Linked DNA regions of Zea mays: region 1 is linked to region 2. The links are chromatin contacts, called in public Hi-C maps. All regions are on one chromosome and are shown on one strand. The core of a region is the stretch at or near the end of the contact, and the rest is flanking DNA. Distances in the headings are between cores, read along the strand shown. Region 1 holds the start of LOC100281974. Region 2 holds the start of LOC100277194 (DUF4050 family protein).

The links. Hi-C and Micro-C count contacts between places; a contact is called where the count stands out from the background.
Region 1: a contact with region 2 is called in a Hi-C map of leaf mesophyll, with 2.5 times the contacts expected there. The contact joins the promoter of LOC100281974 here to the promoter of LOC100277194 in region 2. A contact is called at or near these places in 3 of 25 Hi-C or Micro-C datasets (bundle sheath, leaf mesophyll and tassel).

What each region holds. Positions count from the first base shown.
Region 1 is chr8:18,451,886-18,454,585 of Zm-B73-REFERENCE-NAM-5.0, forward strand. It overlaps LOC100281974, which reads left to right and starts at 1,431. Exons shown (of 7, transcript NM_001154891.1): 1 at 1,431-1,553; 2 at 1,965-2,039. The coding sequence starts at 1,971.
Region 2 is chr8:17,929,399-17,932,284 of Zm-B73-REFERENCE-NAM-5.0, forward strand. It overlaps LOC100277194 (DUF4050 family protein), which reads right to left and starts at 1,269. Exons shown (of 5, transcript NR_176298.1): 1 at 991-1,269; 2 at 160-382.

The sequences.
Region 1 (2,700 bases), core at 181-2,680, 520 kb after region 2:
GGTTCCACGGTTGTCGAGGAACTAGGGGAGGGAAACACATTCAGATTGCTAGAAATAAAAGGTTATATATGTTTAAAGTTTGCAATTTATGAGCGTATCCAAAGTTTGGTAACTAGAAGTAAAATAATGTATATCATTATGATTTACGAAAGAACGTTGAGGATGCTCTTAACATAAAATATGTACCTCGACATTACATCAGATATACACAAATCAAGTTGGCGATATTTGTAAAATTCCAAATCAATTGAGGGATTCTGAATCTCTTCGTGTCTGTCACATTTAAATTGTAAAAAGGAAAAATTATGTATAAGTGGGATTCAAACTATAATTATTAGTTCTAAACCCATATTCATACCTATCTAGCCAACATGACACACGCGTATTCTCAAGTATAAATAGAAACCGTAGCAATGCATGGTATATAACTAGTATATATGCATATAGTAGTGAGACTATTAATATATAGTCCAATAATTCGGTAGCGAAGTATTGAAAGGTGAGCAACTAAAATGTATCCACAGCTCAGTTGTGTTTAAACACTTAGGCCATGTTTTCCTTCTAGGATTATATAATCTAGCTTATAGATTATACACGAACCTAATGACCTTCTTAGACAGTGTTCAACAATTCACCCATATGGTTATCTAAAACATTGTTTTTGTACTGTAGACTGCAATATTCGTAGGGTGTAGTTTCAATATAGGTACAGGGATGAATAAGCTGTTGGAGATAGCCTTGTGGATTATCATAATCTAGGTATCTAGATTATATAATTCACCTAATAATTTGTGTTGTTTGTTTATCTATTGATTTATTTAAACTGAATTAATTGTGTTGTTTGTTTGTCTCTTAACTTATTTAAACTGAATTAAGGTAAACAAACGGTCCTCAGGCAGTGCTTTGGTTATGGAGCCAGTTGAGATAGAGCCGCTCCATCCCAGAGAACAATTCGGTTTGGGAGATTAGGGGTATGGTTCAATATTTTAACATAATTTTTCTTTTTAGAGCCACTTTGTCCTATATAAAATCACTTCAAACAACTATAAAATAGGAGTGGAGCAGTTCCATCCTATCATACCCCGGAACCAAACACTACCTTAGAACTAATTTAGGAAAGAGAAAACCCGAATGAGATTGAAGGGTCTAAAATCCTTTTTTATCTAATTTTTTAATAAGAAAAAGGTTTTAGCCTCTCTTACACCTCTAGTTTTGTGGCTCCTAAAACAGTCATTAGTGGTCGGATTATTTCTCATCACCGAGTTGGGCCGTCCGCGGATTCTCTTCCACAAGCAAACTGGCCATCTCCGGATTCAACAAATTGGGCTTCTGTACCACATCCCCTCTAAAGAGTAGAGATGAAAGGCTACACTGGGCCGTGCCATGCTAAGCCCGCTACAGAGTAGAATGACAGGCCCGATTAGCCTCCTCCGTTGCAGCTGCAGGTTCTCGCCGACTCCCCTTCTCCTTCGACCTCCGCCGCTCGCCGCCGTTTCCCGTCCGCGGCGGCGCCTCCTCCCCTCCCACTCTTCCTCGTTGTCGATCTCGTCTCGGTTAGTTTCCTCCTAGTCCCGCACCTCTTTGGTGCACTGCACCCGTGTCTCCTCCTCGCAGCTGACCACGACACGACCTCCTCCTCAACTTGTATCGTCGAGTCGTCTGGCGGCGGGATAATCCGCGCCATCACCAGTGTGTGGGGGTGGGGGTTCCTTATCGATGGACGTGAACAAAATTATCTGTCAATAACTCTCCCACACTTAAAAAGAGAAGAACTCTTCTGAGTTTAGACTGACCAGACATTCTCTAGGGTTTGGGGCTAGCTGCCTGCACAATTTGTTCTGTTCTTACCTCCGTGCAGCGCGAGTTTTGTTATTTCTGAATGGGGTTTATTGGTTGAATTTTCAGTTCGATTGCTGGATCACTTGCTTAATCGCGGTGTTTGTTGCTGTATATTTCCGCTGCAGGGTACCATGGCAAGATCACTCTCCACCGCCCTCGTGAGGGGACTTATGAGATCGTCCCGTGCATCGACATCAGCTGTAAGGCTCTTGTACCCATTCCGCCATTCCGTGAAATTAACGGTTTTATGTCATTGTTGATTATCGCTAAATGCTAATGACATGATGAGATTGTTTGGCGGAGTTGTGCTGATCCTAATTTCGCACCTATTTCCTTCTGGCCCACTACAGTGCATCAGGGGTATGGAATTGGATTCACATGAGTTTTGCGCACTGTGTCAGGGTTTGGAATTGGATTCACATGATTTCTGTACAGTCATCTCTATTCTGAGATTCTAATGGGCAATTGAGCAACTGTATATCTGTAGTTTCTGGAACTGTAGCACACCTGATTCATGCAGTCAGTTTCCAGTGTCCAATAATATATTTAGATAAATGCATCCTATGTTCCCGTCTAATGAGAATACTGATGGTATGTGACCACAACCTTTTTTTTTGTTTGGCATTAGATGTAATCTGTTGTCACTATGCTAACTTCTAAGTTGCTTTTGGGCTAGTAAATATCATCCCTGGCAGCATCTTTCTAGTTTTCTACACCTGTATTTAAAAAAAATCGACCCATTCTATTTGCTTTGTTTGCTGCACATAACTTGTATCCGGTGCGACTTAGTATAAGTGTTAAGCTGCTTCAGTGCCCTAGCCTCTAGCTGATAAAAAATCACCCAACCACTTCATGTTCTAT
Region 2 (2,886 bases), core at 19-2,518:
CATTACAACCACGGAAAAACTAAGACTGACATTCTTTTCCTCAGCTCAGAGAAGCTAGGACAAAATCAAGGTTAAGGTTGTAGTAAATGAGACAATATGTCGATCCAGTGAAAACACCCTAGTTTAGCAGACCTTAAAAAACGATTCAGAGTGACCTACCATTATTACCAAGTCCAGGAAGGTTATGACTGCTACCAGTTCCAGAGGCCAAGTTAGATGTATTGACTGAAGTAACACCACTGAGATCTGCTGGTTCAACCTCGATGGTGGTTGTGCTCCAAAATGGCTCTCCAATGGTAATTTGGTCCTGGGTGATCAAGTTTCTGGACAGTTCACCCAGTTGCTTTACAGTCTTATCGCAGCAACCAAAACAGCCTCTGCTCTGTTCGGAAGGAGTTTGATCATGTAGACAATTAGCATAAGTAGATAAAAAAAACAAGTAAAGGTACCCGAATATGAAACTGAAACAGATGGCAGACATGCCACAATCTAGAGGCAGACAAGGTCACCTCCGACTTTCGGCAGTGGGTGAAACACCCAGAGCACGGCGACATCCTAACATCTATTCCCACATAAAGTAGGCACACCTAGGCTGAAGGCTGCAAAACTGCAGACATCTGATCAGTAGTCGCTAAATCTGGTAACGCCACTACCTTGCGCGCGCTTCGTCTTGAAAAACGATGTGAATTGAGTTCCAGCATCTAATAAGTCGAACTCGTATACAGATGCCCGGAACGCCCTGCCGCTCGCAACGGCGCGATTCCATATTTCCATCTATGTCGCACTCTACTCTACAGCGTATATGTCAATCTCCCAGAATCCACAACCGCGCACCCGGCATAAGCAGCTGGCTTCACCCGCGGTCGCGGCAGTTCAACCCCTCCTACGGTTGGTTCTGTCACAGGCGGCGCAGGTCGCACTCGATTGACCAGATGTGGGAAGCTAGCGAGGGAGGAAGAGGGGAGAGGAACATGAGCGAAGCGGACCCACCCGGAGCAGAGGAAGAGGCAGGCGGAGGAGAGGAGCCGCGGGATGGCGCCCCAGTCCCAGCCCTCGCCCAGGTCGACGTCCCCGTCACCGACCCTCGACGCCGATCCGCCGCCGGCGCCACGGTCGCGCGTGGTCGTCATGCCGCACACAACCTACCCCACTCGGTCACTCGCCGGATTGATTGACTCGGTCGGTGCAGTTGGTTCCGTTGTTCGGGACGCGCCTTGCCTCGCCTCGCCTGGGTGCGGCGGCCAGCGGGGGTGGGTAGGCACCGACCCGATCGGACTGGGGCCCGAGAGCGAGAGCGAGCGGGTCGCGTCGTGATCTTTTCTTTTGGTGGGCCTGCAGTGGGGGCCTGGGGGGATAAGGTAGAGTAAAGGAGAGGAGCGGAGAGAATCGGAAAATCTGCGGTCATCTTCTCACAGCGCGTCGTGACGTGGCCTGGCTCTTGGACGTCCACCACGGTCTCTCGCGGACGCTTCATGTGGTGGGCTCAGGCTGTCTCTATTCTTGTTAGTTGTGTGCGCGTTAGTTACCTCTAGTTTCATCTTAATCCCCTCCTACCCCTTTATAATCAAATAAAAAGTTCTTAAAGCTAATTTGAAAACATAAATCCGCTCTAATATTTCCATTGATTGATGAGTGCGAAAATAAGCTAATTTTCTACTCAATATCCAAGAACCTCGAAGATGATTTAAGTTTCCAAACTAATCTTTAGGTAAAGGTGAAACAAAAGAAAAAATATAGGAAAGAGGAGGACTTAATGATTATTCGTTCGTCGGAACCAGAAGTTAAAATTGCTGTGGATAGGGATCCTATAAAAACATCTTTTGAGGAATAGGCCAGACCCGGACATTTCTCAAGAACAATAGCTAAGGGCCCCGATACTACCACTTGGATCTGGAATCCAAAAGCTAAAGAGAAGGTCAGATCCAAGGACATGGATTTGTAGAACGGCTTCCAATAACCGATCATCTAGATGAGATTAGACCTGAGTGAGCAGACTTCTCTGTATATGAGTCGCCTTCCGAGATGGTATTGCCTTGACTCATTCCTTGAATTGACAAGAGAAGTATTTCTAGCCTCTAGTGGCACATGTTCCTTCCTCACGGATATGAGAGACGGTAAGTGCAACTCGAAAGTGTGCTAGCTGTTGTGCTAATTCTTGCTGAGTAGCTGGTTGAAGCCCAGAAGTGGAGGCGAGCCCAGTTCAATCGTGAAGTTCCTCCTTTCGTGGCTTGTCGGCATCATAAGTAAATGAGAGATGATTTCCGAGTGACTGGTGGAAAGGGAAGAACCCCTTTGGTTTGTAAGAAAGCTCTATAGGAAAAACATAGGAGACTCACCCTTTTGTGGCTAGTTTGACAATTTAAATTTCCTCCGATATTCTTAGGATTGAATGGAAAATTAGTTTATATTTCTCTCAATCCACGAGAATCCTAGAGGGATTTAAGTTTCCAAACCAATCCTTGGAGCGAAGGTGAACAGAGAAAAAATATAGTAACGTCGTTTGGTTTGTAGAAAAAGGTCCCTAGGAAAAACATAGGGAAAGTTCATACTTGGCTACACCCTTAGTTCTAAAATGTTTTAGTTTTGGATACAAGAATTTTAAATAAGTACAACGTATGGTGTACATAAAATAAGAAAGAGAAAAAACAGAGATAGAGATGTATTGTGTATCAAAAAAATCAATGTATTGAGAAGTGGTAATAACAACTATTATAGGTCAAAATTTGAATCATCTGACGTCAACTATTTTAGATCGGAGATATAAAAAACACGAGAAACTTTCTATCCATTCCGACCTTAACTTTTACTGAATGGGGATGAGAGGATGAGTTAGGTTCCCAAATGATAGATTGGCAGGTGGGACCTAGGTTCCTTGATCCTTGAAAT